2 separate regions of the Rattus norvegicus genome follow, and region 2 is linked to region 1. Evidence: chromatin contacts called from public Hi-C data. All regions are on one chromosome and are shown on one strand. Each heading gives the region's core, a stretch centred on a gene start, on an enhancer-like site or on the middle of the called end of the contact. The rest is flanking DNA. Distances are from core to core; before and after follow the strand shown. Region 1 holds the start of Metrnl (meteorin-like, glial cell differentiation regulator). Region 2 has its middle 45 kb from the start of Metrnl.

Region 1 (3,329 bases), core at 508-3,007:
GAGACCTGATTGGCTACATGCAAACTGTGTCTCCATCTCCACAGAGCCCCTAGTAAAAGGGATTACTATCTAGAAAGTAGCCGGAGTGTACAGTGTGCAATCTGCAGGTTCCTATGCTCACCTGCTTGGGGTTATCACCTGGCTCATATAATTTCTGTGCACTGGAACCTTGCAGTGAAAGGCGCCAGGCCTATGCTGTAAGGGCCTTGAAGTTGGTGGAGCAGACCTTCAAGCTCTGAATGCACAGGTGTGTCCCTTGAGCATCCAACAGGGCCTTGAATTTCAGGGTGACATCACTTTATATGCGAGGCAGGGTTCCAGTTTTGGGTTTTAGTTGAGTACAAAGGCCTGCTCAGTTGTAAGACTGTTTCGCACCGATTCTTAAAAATGCAGGTGTCTTTTCCAGTTCCTCAAGCTCTTCGCTTCTCCTCAGCTGTTCAGTGGCCTTGAATCCACAGGTGGTGCTGGTTCTTTCTTTGTGTTGAAGACGTTGTCACTCTCCTGCTCTCAGTATGGTCACCAACTGAAAAATAAACTGGATTTCTAGGCCTCTCCTCATGGACAGAGGGTACCCTGCAATCCCTTGTTGCCTCCTGAAATGTATCCAGGTCAGTTTTGTTTGTAACTGTTTGGGGCTTTGGAGTGAAGAAAGACTGCCTCATCACCTTCTCCCTGCGTTTTTTCTTTTTTTCTTTTTCTTTTCTTTTTTAAATCAAGCTACAGGCCAGAGAAAGTGTCCCTCCACCTACCTATTTCTGTCCTGCTCCTGTGTAACTCCCCCACTAAATGTTAGGATCTCCATGACCTCCATATGAACATCCATAGAAGGAAGTACAACCCTCCTTCATTGCCAGACTGGGCTCTCGGATGGTTATTTTATACTCCTGTTGATGTTTGGAGACAATTCCAGTTGTCAAACCTGGAAGGGGCGATCCTATTGAAGTATAGAATGATGGGTCCCAAGATGAAATGATACTAAAGCCCCACACTGCCCAAGATAGGTTCCGCTGTAAAGAAGCATCCAGCTTATGACCTCAGCTTCAAGATGATACAGTGCGTATTAGACACAGAGACAGCAGGAGCCTTGGAAGTGTGGCCTGGGGATTGACTGCACACTTTAAGGCCTTTCTATGGGATGGGTGCTCCAGAGACTCGCAAAACCTCGCGGAAGCTGCCTACTCTTACTAATAGCAGAGTGTTTCTCTACCAAGGCAAATTTTGCATACAGGGAAGGGAAAGGGAGGGTGCCAGGAACTCCAAGAAGCCACCGCTCGCTCTTGAGCTGTGAGCGTCACAATAAGACCCTGTAAACTCGAGGCCACTCAGGCTGTCTGAAAGATGGAGTCTAGCTGCTGGAAGGAGCTCAGATTTCTTCACTTCATGCATGATGGTGCAGTTCCCCCAGGCCCAAACTCTCCCATCACCATCCCACAGCTTCTGTGGCCCCGCCCCAGCCCTCCTCCCTGACCTTGTTCCCGTCCTTTGCAAAGTCGTTTGTCCCACTCCAAGTTGCACTTTCCCTCGTCCTGTGCTGCGAGATGCTGCCCACTGAGTATATGCAGCGGCGTGACACCAGGGCGTTCCAGGCCAGAGCTGGCAGGACGCAGATCTGTGAGCTGACGCGCGGGGCGGAACTGCTGGCCCGGGCCGTAGGCCAGGCGGGGGCGGAGCTCGGACGAGGGCGGGGTGGCTTCACGGTTCCGCCCCCCAGCTGAGCCAGACCACGGTCGGGAACTTGCCAGCTCAGAGGTTCTAGGGGCAGCCGGCGCGCTTCTCTGGTTGCAGCTTGGGCGGCTGGGGCGGCTCCTATGGTGGGCGGCCAGGGGCTAGACGGGATGGCCTGTAGACGCGCGACGTGATCAGCTCGCACGCGGACCCACGCCTCCCGCAGCACTGCCTCAACAGTCTATTCTGTGGGTGCAGGCACGCACCGGTCTCAGACCCTGCCGGAGCATGCGGGGTGTGGTGTGGGCGGCCCGGAGGCGCGCGGGGCAGCAGTGGCCTCGGTCCCCGGGCCCTGGGCCGGGTCCGCCCCCGCCGCCACCGCTGCTGTTGCTGCTACTGCTGCTGCTGGGCGGCGCGAGCGCGCAGTACTCCAGCGACCTGTGCAGCTGGAAGGGGAGGTGAGTCTTGGGGGACGATTCCAGCGTGGACCGCCTGGACCTGGACCGGAGCGCTCGGCAGCGGGTGGCAGAGCTGGTGGTGCCTGCAGGGTAGGGACAGCTATGTTGGCCAAGTCCTGTGACCCCCGTCCCAGCTCTGGTTTCAGAACAAAAGAGTTGGTGGCATCTGGGTCCCAGCTCGGAGGACGCCCACTCTCCGCGCGCGAATCACTGCCCTAGTGGGTTTCCTGGGCTCCAGGGGCTGCAGGTTCAGTCCTCCCAACGATTGGGATTTCTGTTCCTTGAGGAAGGGTTGGGATTGTGCTCATCTAGAGGGATAGACACGTATCGGCTGCAGCACCAGCCTTGTCTTCGGGGCAACAAGACGGGGTCGACACCTGTCCCCGGCCAAATGCAGTAGGGTAGAGCCCTGCGCCTCCTCGGTGAAGGTCAAGCCGCCCTTGACAGCAGGGCGCAGGGTTCCTGTGACACCTCTCGTCCCCCATCAGCGGTGACAGCGGAGGACTTTTCGCTGTTGTTTTAACTGAAGTGTGACGTATGGAAAGAAGCACAAGTCACAAGCGTGCGCGGGCGGGGTGCCTGAGGAATAGTAGCTACTTTGGACACTGAAAACGCGCCAGGCACAGCGGCCGGCCCCCTCTCTTTTCAGAGCCAGTTTGATTCGCTGCAAGTTGCCAATTCAGCGGTTTGCATAGCGCGCTGCGCTGATGCGGGTCTCCGCTGAAAACGTGGGCTGGGACGGCGATGGGGGTCTAGTGTAGCTCATCCCACGAGAAGGGCGCTTGCGCAGGCTGGGGAAGGTACACGATCTGGTTTGAAGCACAGACTCCAGTGTAGAGAGGGCTCATGGGGCAATGCGTGTGATGGGTGATTTTGGTCAAGAGGGTTTTCTGAGAAAGGTGGATGTTGAGCAGTGCCCCGGATCTGCGTAAGCAGGGCATCAATGGTTATCTTGTACACTTACAGTGCCTGACTTTCTGAGGAAACCACAGAGACCAAAATCAACTCTCATCAAGACTCCTGCTGGAGTGCTTGGACTGAAAGATTGAGAGCTGCCTCCCGAGTGCTCCAGCACCGGTCTTTCAGGGAGTTGGAGCTTTTTCTCCAGCAGAAATCCCTTCTGCCTGGCAAGAACAGGGAGTCAGTAGAGCTTGGGGCAGACAAGAGCAGATTGGATCTGGGGGAGGACTGGCCTTGGGAACGCTG
Region 2 (3,413 bases), core at 570-3,069, 46 kb after region 1:
GTGTAGCAGTGGGGAAGAGAGAACTGAGGGTAACCACTAGAAAGTCCCAGATGCCAGGGACCCAGGAGGCTCCCAGGACCCAAGAGGGAGGACTTTAGCCAAAATACCCAACAAAGGGGAGAGAGAACCTGTAGAGACCATATCCAGTGGATAGGCAAGGCCCCTAGTTGAGGGATGGGGCCACTCACCCATTTCAAAAATATTAATATAGAATTGCTCCTGTCCAAAGGAAATGCAGAGACAAATAGTGGAGCAAAGACTGAAGGAAAGGCCACCCAGAGACTGCCCCACCTAGGGAAACATCCCATCTGCAGACACCAAACCCAGACACTATTGCTGATTCCAAGAAGTGTTTGCTGACAGGAGCCTGATATAGCTGTCCCATGAGAGGCTCTGCCAGAGCCTGACCAATACAGATGCAGATGTACACAGCCAAACATTGGGTCCTCCAGGGACCCCAGCGGAGGAGTTAGGGCAAGGCCTGTAGGAGCTGAAGGGGTTTGCAACCTCATAGGAAAGAACAACATATCAACCAACCAGCCCCCCTAACCCCCTATGCTTCCAAAGACTAAACACCAAGCAAAGAGTATACATGAAGGGACCCATGGCTCCAGCTGCATATGTAGCAGAGGATGGCCTTATCTGGCATCACTGGGAACGGAGCCCCTTGGTCTTGTGGAGGCTTGATGACCCAGGATAGGGAAATGCTAGGCCAGTGAGGCAGAAGTGGGTGAGTGGGTGGGGGAGCACTCTCATAGAGGCAGGGGGAGGGAGGAGGGGATACGGGGCTTGTGGAGGGGAAACTGGGAAGGGGGAGGGATAACTTTCAAATGTAAATAAATAAAATAACCGATAAAAAAAAAAGGAAAATGAACCTGAAGGTTTACACAGCACCTTCATGGTTTAACTCAGCTCCATAAATTTATATCTTGGTGAGTGTGAAGTTTAAAAAAAAAATCATGGCTAAGACACGAAAAACTAGAGAAAGATCGTCTGCAACAGGTAGGGAGAGCATGGAATTATTTTCAAAGCTGTAGTTCCCTACACAAAGTAAGTATGGGGTTTTATTCAAGGAGCCCACACATATTTAGGTAGAGAAATAGTTTTAGGGTCAGCACATTCCTGTGTGTGCTTGTGTTAAGATCATAGTTCAAGGAAGAACGATGACCCACTTTTTAGCACGCTTCACACAAATTATGGAGTTGTAGAGTTGAAAGAAACATCTCTGAGCATGCTCAATTTTCTTCAAAAGGCTATAACTGGAAAATTTAAAAAAAGAAAAAGGAACTTTGAAGGTGTGTTAACACAGGCATTTCTCCCTAAAGGGTTCTGCTTTAGTTAATGGGTAAAATCTTAATATCCATAGGTCATTCACGTACCCAGGGGCGGTGGTACCAATCTGCAGCCACAGCTGTCCCACTTCAAGTCTAGTGTGGATATATATACAGAGAAGGCCTTGCATACCCCATCAATGGAAGTTAATGTCTGAAAACTCCCCATCTTGGACTTCTGTTCCTTCCCTATCAAAACAGCAATGTCCTTAAACTGCTTTACAGCCTGTCACATTGCAACATGCACAGAACACGAAGGTCAGCAGTGCTGTGCAGCCACGTGACCGATGCAGTTATCTGCTATTCAACAAAACGGCATGTTTGTGCTCAGTTTTATCTCATTAGGGAGTTACGTGTTCTTCATATTCAAAATACCACGTGTGTGAATAATCAATGATAAATTCCTTCAAAGGGAAAACCACAGGCCCTTCAGAGCCTGAAAGTTTCCATCTATGGGCTACAATTGGCTATGAAGACAGGGTGGGTGTCTGTTTTGAGCAGGGTAGGGTGCACTGGCCATGTTGGGTTGGCTCCCTGGGGTCAGCAGCGATTGTCTCTCACTCACTTCCTTCTGTTATTTGCATGACTCAAATGTCAGCGAATTAAAAGGAGAATCGGAGGGTAGAAGCAGTTAAACACGAACGGGATGCACTTTTCCTGGTGAATGACGCTTTGTTGGATGACATATTCCCTAAGAATGCCTGAGTCAGATCCAGACAAATGGAAGAAATTAGTCTGGGATATTAGGAGACCCTGGATGCCTTGTCTCTACAGACACACATGGAGTTTATTCTGAAACCACTTTCTCCTCCTGTGCTGATGGGGGCTTCAGGGCTCTGCTCCTCCCACTTCAGCCCAAGGACAAATGATACTTTTGAGAGTGGACAGCTAGGCTGTCATTGGAGAGAGGCCTAAGCTTTAAATAGAAGGGGAAGGGAAAACATCTATAAGAGGACAGAATATAGAGCCTGCTGAGGCCACTGGCATAAGCTCTGCTTGCCCTTGAAATAAAACTTCAAGGAAGAACTTGAGATGTAACCCAGGTCTTCCTCCTGGCTGTCACATACACTTTGTAGAATATTTACAGTGGTCCTTACTATCAGAGAGGGAAAAAACCCTATTTCTGTCCCACTCTGAGATTGCTCAGGGATGCCCTTCTCATGCTGCAAGGACCTCACGGCGAGCAGAAGATAGTCTCATACATCCGTAGGTGCCTGCATTCCTATAGGGTATCGAAGCAACAAGTAGGGTTAGTCCAAAACAGAACAGGAGGTGCCTGGGGTCCCCTGATTTTAGGACATACCAGGGGCTGAGCCAGAGAAAGTGGTTTCACTTTGAACACAGTGCCAGCGCTCTGGATATGGACAGGGATGACGGATAGGGGCTACTGGGTGAGGGGGTGAGCAGCAGGTGTGTTGGGCAGTGTATGAGGTAATTTTCTCATTTTCATGACAAAATATCGGACAGAAGCAACTTAAGCAAGGAAGGGACTTCAAAGTACAGTACATCATGGTGGGGGAAGTACGGTGGCAGGAGCATGAGGCAACTGGTTACGTGGCAGCCACAACCAGAAAGGTCAGAGACATGAATGCTGGGGCTCAGCTTTATGGTTCCTTTTTTATTTAGTCCAGAACCTCAGCTTATGGGATGGCAAAGTTAATACCCAGAATAGGTCTTCTCTTCTCAGTTAAACCTCCAAACATCCTCAAAGACACCGTCAGAGGTGTGTTTCCATCTTTACTCTGTATCCAGCCATGTACACAATGAAGATTAAGCATCAAAGAGGACCCCTGATGTCTGCTTCAGGCTCCCAAATGTCACTGGAGAGGGTGTGTCTAGGCTGGGTTTCCTTCCTCATTTCTGGTCTGCACATTGACTACATGAACCCTTAAACTGCTGCTTATTGTTCAACGGACTCTGATGGAAGCCACTAACACAGATTCAGTGTGTGCTGTTTGTGAATGTCCCAGACCCAAGACAGAAACAGGCCATTCTCACTCTGGTGGTAAAGACAGAGACGATACTTTTTTAAGCAGTGAGAGTATTCCTGCACAAAAGACCTAGGACCGCATTGCCATGGGA

Evidence for each region. Hi-C and Micro-C count contacts between places; a contact is called where the count stands out from the background.
Region 2: a Hi-C map of Schwann cells shows a contact between it and region 1, with 7 times the contacts expected there. The contact joins the enhancer-like site here to the promoter of Metrnl in region 1. A contact is called at or near these places in 3 of 12 Hi-C or Micro-C datasets (the A7r5 cell line, Schwann cells and mammary epithelial cells).

What each region holds. Positions count from the first base shown.
Region 1 is chr10:107,460,391-107,463,719 of GRCr8, forward strand. It overlaps Metrnl (meteorin-like, glial cell differentiation regulator), which reads left to right and starts at 1,758. Exons shown (of 4, transcript NM_001014104.1): 1 at 1,758-2,123. The coding sequence starts at 1,954. LOC134480728 (a long non-coding RNA gene) reads right to left here and starts at 1,603. Exons shown (of 2, transcript XR_010055490.1): 1 at 1,469-1,603; 2 at 1-523.
Region 2 is chr10:107,505,927-107,509,339 of GRCr8, forward strand. No RefSeq gene overlaps it. Among named protein-coding and RNA genes, the nearest start is that of Metrnl, 45 kb to the left of the region's middle. Within about 2 kb of position 1,820, at least 15 of the 93 cell types and tissues checked have an H3K27ac peak or open chromatin away from gene starts, as enhancers often do. A contact at or near this core is called in the A7r5 cell line and Schwann cells, where this site is marked.